Linked DNA regions of Mus musculus: all the other regions are linked to region 1. Evidence: chromatin contacts called from public HiChIP or PLAC-seq data. All regions are on one chromosome and are shown on one strand. Each heading gives the region's core, a stretch centred on a gene start, on an enhancer-like site or on the middle of the called end of the contact. The rest is flanking DNA. Distances are from core to core; before and after follow the strand shown.

Region 1 (3,371 bases), core at 324-2,823:
GTGCTCAAATTCTCCTCCCAGAGGGAAGCTTTGGGCATGCACCCTTAGCCCACAATTTTGCCTCTTCCAAACGCTTTATAATTTTGTACTGAACTCACAAGTGAAACATTTCCAGCATCAAACGGACCCTCAGCCCACCCAAAGCTCACAGGATTAACATGAATCCAGCCATAGCCATACTATTCCCTGAACAGCTTGGTCACCTACACTCTTATCCTCAAAGTCCTGCCTGTCAGGTACAGAACCAGCATCAGAACTTTGGCTTTGGCACTAGGAAGGCAGAGGCAGGAGGATTGCCTGAAATTGAAGCCTGTAAGTTCCAGGTAAGCCTGGGTTACAGTGACCTTGTCTTGCAGAGAGGAAAACAAAAAACAAAAGACAAAAACAGAACGCAAACTTGCTCCTAGACTTGGTGATGTCAACCTGATCCGCACCCTAACATATAGCGGTGCCAGGCCTACTAAGTCTTGACATGGTCTGAGGCTTTGCCCGTCATGTTCCAGGCAGTCAAAAGGTCTGGGAATGGAGCAGTGTTCACCAGCATGCAAACTTGTAGCCACACCCTCCCAAGTGGAGCCCTTTCTCCCTGATCTATGGCAGGCCAGACTCTATACTCCACCCCAGGCCAATCGGGCAGTCTGACACTAGCTAAGATAAAAACCCATTGTAACCAGTGGCTTATCTAAAGCACAAATATTTGCATTTTGGATCAATGCTACTTGGAACAGTCCCAGGCACTGTGGGTTAAAAATATCTCCCACCAGACTCACTCACAGAAGTGAAAGAGATAAACCGACTGCTCGAATTTATCTGTCTACAACATTAAGAAGCGTGGAAAAGTGGTAATTACAGATCTCCCCATGGTCTCCGGGTATCATCTTTTGGGTAAAACTAAGCTTTTACTTAGCTCCTGAAAGTGAGACCTAATGTCAGCTGACGTCCCTGGAATTCTGCAATCCACTTTGGTTTGAACTAACAGTCGCTCTGTTCCAGGGGTACCAATAACAGAAGTTGGAACTACGACATGACTCAATTTTCAGAAGGCCGATGCTCCTCCCCTACCCGCTGCCAGGGGGCCGCTCACCTCTCGGGCGGAGCGCAACTGCTGGCGCAGCGCATCCTTGCAGCCATACGGGCCTCCGGCGCCCGCGCCGCGGGGCTGGAAATGAGCCTCGACACGCGTGGCACCGCGGTAGGCACCCTGGTAGAAGGAAGGCCAGCCGAGCTCCAACGCCGGCGGTTCCAGGTCCGACTGCTCCGGAAAGTAGGTGCCCGACGAGCATTCGTGAGAGGAGCCGAACGAGTCCTCCGCTACCGCCGCCCCATCCTCGCCCGGCCGCTCGGCAGCGCCCAGAACCTCGCGCACCTCGTCGGCGTTGAGGAAGCGGCCCAGCCGCTCACGCCGTAAGAAGGCGGCCCAGGCGTCGGGACCACCGGCCAGCAGCTGCTCGAGAGCCAGACGCCGCGCCTCGCTGAACAGCTCCGTGGGGTTGGGCGGTCCGCACGGAGACAGGCAGGCCGCGGGAAGGTCGTCCAACAGCTCGAAGCGAGCAGCCATGGCAGTGCCCAGAACCGATCCACTTGTCTACGGTGGTAGTCTGAGTTTTTATAGGCATCTTTGAATCAAACCAGCCCGCTCTATTGGCTCGCCGCCCCGCCCCAGCAATCCCATTGGCTGGATGTCTCCCATGCGTACCAAAGGCTCTGCCCCCTCATTGCTATTGGTTGCTCCTGAGACAGAACCCGCCCACCCTCTGCTCTCACTGCCTGATGGCTGAGCGGAATTTAAATCTGACTTTACCCCGCCCTAGCGGCTCCAGAACCCTGCCAACCCGGGACATAGCCCCGCACTGTCCGAGCACGCCCCCTGCCGAGTGCCCTATAACATGGTGCTTCAAGGACTCGGACTAGGGGTAGGACTTGCTCCTGGACATGCTTATTTTGGTGTGATCAGCCTCATTGCCACTCCACCCTGCATCTAATCATTAACTTATCAATACAGAGAGCAAGTGAGAAGGAGAGAAGGACAGAGGGACGGAGGGAGGGGGAGGGAGAAGGAAGGGAAAAGATGGGGAGGAAGAGAGACAAAGAGACAGAGATAGAGCCTGGAGTGGTGGTTCATCAGTTAAGAGCACTTCCAGAGGATCTGGGTTTAGCACTGTCTCCCCTGGCAACCTCTAACCACCTATAATGCTTCCAGGGAATCTGATGATGCCCTTTCTGGTATCCACGGACACTGTATGCATACGTAGCACACAAACATACACATTAAATAAAAATAAATAAATGTCTTTTTTTCTCAGTGGTGCAGAGCTGGGGGTGGTGGCACACTCCCAGCACATGGGAGGTTAGGGTAGGAGAATCTGGAGTTCGAAGCCATCTTATTCTGTGTCAATCCTAAGAGAGGTCACAGAAGACCTTGCAAACATACACATATATATCTATATACATATACACATACATATATGCTCATACATATACATCTATATACTAATCCACTGTGGTATCTACTTCTTCGCTTAAAGGTCTCTCTCACTCTCTCTCTCTCTCCCTTTCTCATATCTTGTAGCGAAGGATGACCTTGGCTTTCTAACCCCCTGCCTCTACCTCTGTAAACTTAAAACAAACCAGTACTGCTGTGAGGATCTCCTCCCTCTCTTCATCCTTCCCTGGTTCCAGCCTTCTCAGGGAAGTTATTCAAGCCCAAAGGCAAGAGCTTCCTGTGTCCCCACTCTGGCATCCAGGATGCAGAAGACTACCTTCCTCTATCAAATCGAACCAGCTCTTGCATGTAATAAGGACAGGGGCCAGGCCTGAGGCTGTACAGTCACACAGTGTCTTTGCCTCTGTTTCCTGGGTTAAAAGCAAGGATAATCAGAGATCATAATCTATGATCCCATTGAATGACGTAGAGCATTGCTCTCCACTATAAGCTAAAGGAAAAAGCCCAGAGAGGAACATGGGAAGGCCCAGGACAAGTCAGTGGAACAGAGGAAGGGAGCACCCTGGTAACATAAATAACATAAACCAATCAAACTGTAATAAAACTGCTGCTGTAGGATATCACGTGACTTCGAAGAAAATATTTGACAGGATAAAGCCCAACACTGACCACCTATCTTTCCTTAAATTCATAAGTTTTCACCACTATCTCCCAATCTAGAAACCTCTTTAGTTCCACCTATGAATCCCCAAAGCTCCCCTGACTTGGGGACCTCCTCGGGGAGCCTTCTGGGTGCAGCCATGTCTGGGAGCCTCCCTGGCACGATCTCTTGTGGAACTCAAACCAGTCCCATGCAGACGAGGGCACAGCAGTAACCACAGTCAGACCAGCAGGTGTTATTAAAAGGAATTTAATAATCTTAATTAAA
Region 2 (3,371 bases), core at 252-2,751, 260 kb after region 1:
ATGCTGGCATGGTGACCTTGGCACCGGCGAGGCCAATGCAGAAGAAAGGTCTCCCAAAAACAGTACAAATAAAACTTAAGACAAGGCTTACATAACCCTGTCGTTTGGAAAGCCGCTGTTCCAAAAGTGAGCACGCCGCTTTTGTTCCCTTCGTATTGTTGTAAGTAAACAAAGGGGAGCTATGAAATTTCACATGCTTAAAGGATCACTCACTGGTTCATCCAGCCACAGCCACTGAGCACATTCAGTGGCCAGACGTTCTCACAGATGGATTAGTATTAATAGACTTAGGGGATTAAGGCAGGGGTGGGAGTAAGAAGAGCCACCTTAGTAGACAGGTTGCTAGGTAGGTTGATAGAGATTATCGATAGGTCGATAGAGGGATGGGCAGACGGACGGACTCCATAGATGGAGTGATAGGTAATGGATGGCTAGTGATGTAGTTGTAGATTAGAACAATGGGATGAATGTATAGATGGAATGAATGTAAAGATACATAGAATAATGGAGGCCCCTCAAAGATGTCTGCATTTAATCCCCAGAATTTGTGACTCTGCTCTGGGTGTTCTGGCTGTGATTGTTTGGGTCCTCAAGATGAGGGAGAGCCCGGACCATCTGAGTGGGTCCAAGGCTATTACTGATGTCACCCTGTTAGTGGCAGAGGCAGGCAGGAGAGGCAATGGGGATGGAAGGGTAGGTCATAGCCAAGAGTCAGAGGTGCTCAGTGGTGGCATTGCATATGGGGAGGCTAAGAGCCAAGCAACATATGGGCCCTTAGCATCTGGGAAAGGAAGCCTCGTCCCCTGAGAGCCTGGTAGTGGAGAAAGAGTCCTTGGTTTGGGGAATCTCAGCACACTGGATTCGAAGATAGTAACTGTTGTTTGATGACTCCGAACAGCAGTATCAGGAAGCCAACACATCTGACAGACTGACCAGGGCAAAGTGGACAGACAAACAGGTTTCACCTGTTGAGCCCATTTCCCTCTGATGGGACAGAGCCCCCACAGTTCCCCCACAGGCACTCAAGGAATATGTTTTGTGGCACAAAGGTTTATCCGTATGAGTACCACTCCCTGCCAGTTGCCCCATCTGAGAGTTCCAACCCCGCTTCCTGAATCTCTTCCTGGGGAAGGACCACATCCAGTCTCCAGGGGCTCAAGCCGAAATGTGTGTGGCAGGAGCCGTAATTATCCATCTAAGAGTGGATTTGCCCAAGCTAGTCCCCAGCATCACTTAGAATTGTTAAGAATCAGGATCAGCCTAAAGGTACTCTCGCCTCACAGAACTGTTGTGAAGTGGCACCTGTTCCTCACACACAGCAGATCCAGTCCTCCCTCCACCACCCTGGACACCAGTACCTGCAGCCCAGGTGGGCCCATCGCCCCGGCTGCCTGGAGATGCGGGCTCGTGGGATCCGGGGACAGGGTGAGGTCAGGGGCAGCAGGGCCAGCCCTTCCATCTTGGCAGCAGGGAGAAGGGACGGCTCTGTCATGGACAGGCACACACAGCTCCTATTGCTGCCTCTGGGACTGAATGAATCACAGTGAGAGTCGGAGGAAGGTGGCAGGGCCTGTGGCACACCCTTCCAAGACACCCCCATATTGAGGTGAGGCTGAGTCAGCCAGAACCGCCCACAGGCAGGTATGTGTGAGCACAGACTTCCTGGCCCTTAGCCAAAACAGAAATAACACAAAAAAGCAGCAGACGTGAAGTAAGCATGTTACACATGCCTATAATCCAGAAGTTAGAAGGTAGCGAAAGAAGGTTGTGAGTTCAAGACCAGCCTGGGCTGGAGAGGTGGCTCAGCAGTTAAGAGCACTGGCTGTTCTTCCAGAGGACTGAACTTCAATTCCCCCGGCACCTGCATGGCAGCTCATAACCATCTGTAACTCCGGTCCCAGGAGATTCAAATGTCCTCTTCTGGCCCATGTGGGCTTTATATGCATATGGTACAGAAATATATGCAGGCAAAATAGCCATACACATTTTTTTTAATCTAAAAGAAAAAGAAAGATTAAAACACCAATCAACCAGCCAAACACACTTGCACCAGACATAAAACATGCTATTGGGGTGGGCACTCTCATCTCCCACAGCCTTCCCAGTTTCAAAACCAAACCAAAAGGAACAAATAAAGCTAGTGACTGGTGGTGACCCAGGCCTTCACCTTGGCTTAGTCCCTTCCCATAAGCCTCTGGGAGCTGTAGTCCTACATATGGAAAAAAGGGACCACAGGAGCTCTAACTTGCAGGTAGTCCTTGCTGGCTCAGTCAGACCATGCAGATGATCAGCTGACCATCTTCCCAACACTCCATCCTCAGAAGGAGACAAAAGAACCACCTTCCAGGAACGGAGAGGAGATGGGAGTCCCACTGCTGCCGAGGCTCCTCCCTGTGTATAAAGTGAATCTGCATGGAGGGCATGCTTGAGGCTGGCACATGATGAGGGTTCAATGGAGCTTTGTGTGAGAAACACAGTAGGTGCTCAGTGAAGGATGGACGCATAGGTGGGTGGGCAGGAAGTGGGTGGATGGACACACATGTGGACAGACGGATGGATGGATGGACAGTCAGATGGATGAAGAATGAGGGGTGGGATGAGAAAATGGCTGAATAAGGGGCCAGAGAGACACAGCACCTGTTCTTCCGTGGGCTGGAGTTGCAGTTCCCAAGGCTCACACTGATTGGACCACTACCACCTTCAACTCCAGTTCCAGGGAATCCAATGCCCTCTTCTGGCCAGCTTGGGCATCTGCACATGCATGATGTACATATGTATACACACACACACACACACACACACACACACACACACACACACACACCTTAAGAAAATGGCTGCCGGGCGTGGTGGCACACGCCTTTAATCCCAGCACTCGGGAGGCAGAGGCAGGCGGATTTCTGAGTTCGAGGCCAGCCTCGGCTACAAAGTGAGTTCCAGGACAGCCAGGGCTATACAGAGAAACCCTGTTTTGAAAAACCAAAAAAAAAAAAAAAAAAGAAAATGGCTGAGTGAGAGGGATAACTAGGAGGACCTTTAAGTGAGAGGATGGGCGGACAGACGGACGGGTGAGGGGAGACTGTCTGGGGCGGGGGCGGGGGAGAATGGGACACAGCAAGCCCCAGTGAAGTTATAAATCAGCGAGCCACTGGGGAAGAGTGAGTGGACGCAGAAGTGAACGCCAACTGAGGAAGCTCGGGCCGACTCAATGACTAACCTAGAACCACAACGCCAGCTGCCAGGAGAAAGCAAGAGTGAGCGCTCAGCCCGGATCCTGTACCAGAGGCTTTGAGCCTCTGGCAGGAAGCGCTCCCTCCCAGCTTCCTGGACAGTTGTGTGTCTTCAGCCTGGAGGTGGGAGTGTGCTCCACC
Region 3 (3,371 bases), core at 454-2,953, 220 kb after region 1:
TTTTTTTAAATATTTATTTCTATTCTTTTGTTTGTCTGTTTGTTTGTTTCTTCCTTCTTGTCTGTCTTCCTTTTGTTTCTTTCCTTTTTTTTCATTTTTCTTCTCTTCTCTTTTCTTTTTCCTTTCTTTCTTTTCTTCCTTCCTTTTTTTCTTCCTTCCTTCCTTCCTTCCTTTCTTTCTTTCTTTCTTTCTTTCTTTCTTTCTTTCTTTCTTTCTTTCTTTCTTTCCTTCTTTCTTCCCTTCTTTCTTTCTTATTTTTTTTGACACAGAGTTTCTCTATTTAACAGCCCTGGCTGTCCAGGAACTTGCTTTTTAGACCAGGCTGGCCTGAAACTCAGAAATCTGCCTGCCTCTGCCTTCCCAAGTGCTGGGAAGGCGTGCGCCACCACAGCTGGCTATTTATGTTTAGTTACGAGTTGGGGGTGGTGTACATGCACATGTGTGTGGGTGTCTGTGGAGGCCAGATTGCTGTGTACCCTGGAGCTGGAGTCACAGGTGGTCATGGGCTGCCTGACTAGGGCAGCTGGGAACCGAACTCCAATCCTCTGCAACAGTGGTCAGTGCTCTTAACCACTGGGCTGTCTCTCCAGCCCCTCTGTTAAGGCCTTTCATTGCCATTTTAGCATTCCATGCACCGTCTGATCTACAGTAGCTATTTATTAATATATATTAAAATCAGTAATGAATGGTGGCCCTTTTCATTATTATTTGGAGCCAAGAAGTTCTAAAAAGGCTGACCACCACAGAAAGGGGAAGGCCAGGGACAGACATGTGTAACTCCTCATGGCCTTCAGCTGGAAGGGACCAAACCCTATCCCTCTCCACACCATGCAGGGCAGAATGGAGGCTCCTGCCTCAGGGAGGTGGCACTTACTGTGAGAGAAGGCTGTTTGGGTTCTCACTGCCCTCTTCAGGCTGTGAGCCAGGGTTGAGGTGCTCTGTGAACAGCTTCAAGACGTGGGTCACCCTGGTGCTAGGATTCAGAGGCACCTGCAGAAGATCCATGCTAGGCCAAGTCGCCTGGACCTGGATCTTTGCCACTTTGGGAGTCTGGAGGTGAAGATTTGGAGATAAAGAATCAAGACCCTTCCATCCCTGCAATTCATGCGCACGTGTAATACTTAGACCAGTATTCAACATCACATGCATGCACAAGCCCACGTCTACAGCCAGGTGTGGAAATGCATGAACATACGAGCTACATACAGATGTGCACATGTACACCCTGGCTCATGTCTGCTGGTCAACACACACAGTCACAGATACAAAGACACACACACATACACACACACACAGATACACAAACAGACATACAAACAGAGACAGACACACACACAGAGATACACAGGCACACAGAGAAACACAGACACACACAGACACAAGACACACACACACACACACACACACACACACACACACACACACACACACACGACTTTCCCAAGTGGCTGTGTTGAAAACTCCTTCCTGCTCCATGTTCCGGAAAGAATCTTCGATTCTTCCACATCCCTGTTCCTCAGAGTAGCCCTATCCACTTTCGGAACCCCGCCCCAGGCTCACAAAGGACTTCCTAACCATAGGGCCAAGTCAGTGACTTCCAGAACCTCCCACCAGGCCAGCTTCCCATCCCTCAGCCCCTGCCTCTGGTTTCGCGGCACCAGCTCCTTGATCTCTGAGATGCGGCTCCGGCGCCGCCTGGAGGTCACAGACGGTTATGCATGGCAGTTTGGTGGCAGGGCCTAGGAAAAACCCGGATGCCCGCCCCTCAACCTTCTCTCCCCCTTCGGTTTCTCCATTCGCCTGGTATGGGAGCCACTCACCGCCTCAAGCCCTTCCCCAGCCTTGTCTCTGTCCACGTGTGTCCTCCACAGCCAAGTCTTGAGGCCCCCATCACAGAGCTGGGAACGACGGCCATTACTGTCATTCAGTTTTCGCACTTGAGCTACCAAGAAAGAGGCGACCTGTCCAGAAAGAATCATGTTTCAGCTGAGTTGATATGGCAGTGGCAAGCAAGGCCCCATTTCAGCCACCGCTGCCTCTCCCGCACAGGGCTTGAAACGGACACCTTGAAGCAGCTTCCAGAGATGTTAGAGGTTTAGCCCCAATGAGGACCCCGGAGTATTGGACTCAGGATCGAGCAGTCCCTGGAGCTACTGGACAGAGCTGTGCTTGAGAGAAGCTTCTCACTGGCACACCATGCAGAGATGTCCCCCAAACACATCTGGCCTGCAGAGTTCCTGGAGAACTGCAGGTCAGCTCAGCCACTGTGCAGTGTGAGAATCTAGCAAAGACCCAGCGACCCTCTTTCCAAGGTTCGACAGACTATGAGGTGTAGAAGCCTAATCACAGTGACACGCGTGGAGAAGTTGATGAGATTTCTATCTTGCTGTATACATCTGGGCTGTTTGATACTTTAAAAAAAAACCAACTAGTAAAAAACTAGTATTTAAGGAATATTTAAAAAAAAAAAAAAACTTCCTATAACAGGAAAAAGGTAGCATCCAAGAGCTGTCAGGTAAGATCACTGGCAGCTCTTTCATTAGCTGGTCCCTAGCATCCAACATCACGTGGAACTCCCCCTATTTGGATTTGATGTCTTCTTTTGACCTTTGCAGGGAGCAGGGCCATATGTGGTGTGGCCACACCCATGCAGGCCAAAAGTTCATACAGATAAAATAAAAATAAATCTTTAAAAAATTGCAATTCACTGTGTTTTAATAGCAATGTAAGTTAGGGGGTTGCATGCAAAGAAAAAGGAATTATGGGAGTCTGGGAGGCAGGTAGGGGGTTTTCAGCAGAACAACTGACCCTGAACTGAGTCTTTAAAAAAATAAGCATCCCTTATTTTTTGTTTTGTTTTGTTTTTTGAGACAGGGTTTCTCTGTATAGCTCTGGCTGTCCTGGAACTCACTTTGTAGACCAGGCTGGCCTCGAACTCAGAAATTCACCTGCCTCTGCCTCCCTAGTGCTGGGATTAAAGGCATGCGCCACCACATCCAAGTTCTGCCTTTGGAGAAAGGGAAAGGAGTATCCAGGCAGAGTGAAAGGCTTAAGCAGAAACCCAGAGATGGGAAGCCCAGGGTGCATTTGAATGCTTTGCTGGAATATATTAAGTGTGTGCCTGTGGTGCTGTGAATATGCTTGGCCCAAGGAGTGGCACTATGGTGAAGGAGGTGTGGCCTTGGTGAAGGAGGTGTGGCCTTGGTGAAGGAGGTGTGGCGTTGTTGGAGGAAGTGTATCATTGTTGGGGTAGACAATCAGACCCTCCTCCTAACTACATGGGAGCCAGTCCTCTGGCTGCCTTCAGAACAAGAACAAGAGGTAAAACTCTCAGCTCCTGCACCACGCCTGCCTGGATGCTGCCATGCTCC

Evidence for each region. HiChIP or PLAC-seq counts read pairs in DNA pulled down with a chosen protein or histone mark.
Region 2: a FOXA1 HiChIP or PLAC-seq map of pancreatic cancer cells shows a contact between it and region 1. The contact joins the promoter of Arhgap40 here to the promoter of Fam83d in region 1. A contact is called at or near these places in 6 of 39 promoter capture datasets (the HPC-7 cell line, HPC-7-derived erythroid cells, embryonic stem cells and 3 more), 1 of 484 Hi-C or Micro-C datasets (embryonic stem cells), 3 of 115 datasets of contacts at active chromatin or transcription factors (acute myeloid leukemia, oligodendrocyte precursor cells and pancreatic cancer cells) and 1 of 9 other capture datasets (liver).
Region 3: an H3K4me3 HiChIP or PLAC-seq map of the SCID.adh cell line shows a contact between it and region 1, with 12 read pairs. The contact joins the enhancer-like site here to the promoter of Fam83d in region 1. A contact is called at or near these places in 4 of 39 promoter capture datasets (the C10 cell line, hippocampal neurons and pre-B cells), 2 of 15 datasets of contacts at CTCF or cohesin (large pre-B cells and pro-B cells), 35 of 484 Hi-C or Micro-C datasets (the 63-12 cell line, B cells, CD4 T cells and 24 more) and 8 of 115 datasets of contacts at active chromatin or transcription factors (the 230-238 cell line, the SCID.adh cell line, Th17 cells and 3 more).

Annotation. Positions count from the first base shown.
Region 1 is chr2:158,766,301-158,769,671 of GRCm38.p6, reverse strand. It overlaps Fam83d (family with sequence similarity 83, member D), which reads right to left and starts at 1,573. Exons shown (of 4, transcript NM_027975.2): 1 at 1,085-1,573. The coding sequence starts at 1,558. Ppp1r16b (protein phosphatase 1, regulatory subunit 16B) reads right to left here. Exons shown (of 11, transcript NM_001159662.1): 11 at 3,338-3,371.
Region 2 is chr2:158,510,926-158,514,296 of GRCm38.p6, reverse strand. Arhgap40 (Rho GTPase activating protein 40) reads right to left here and starts at 1,501. Exons shown (of 15, transcript NM_001145015.1): 1 at 1,359-1,501. The coding sequence starts at 1,492.
Region 3 is chr2:158,545,298-158,548,668 of GRCm38.p6, reverse strand. It overlaps Arhgap40 (Rho GTPase activating protein 40), which reads right to left. Exons shown (of 15, transcript NM_001145015.1): 12 at 1,821-1,961; 13 at 875-1,050. Among named protein-coding and RNA genes, the nearest start is that of Arhgap40, 34 kb to the right of the region's middle. Within about 2 kb of position 1,703, at least 16 of the 459 cell types and tissues checked have an H3K27ac peak or open chromatin away from gene starts, as enhancers often do. A contact at or near this core is called in the CH12 cell line, the SCID.adh cell line, cerebral cortex and 1 more, where this site is marked.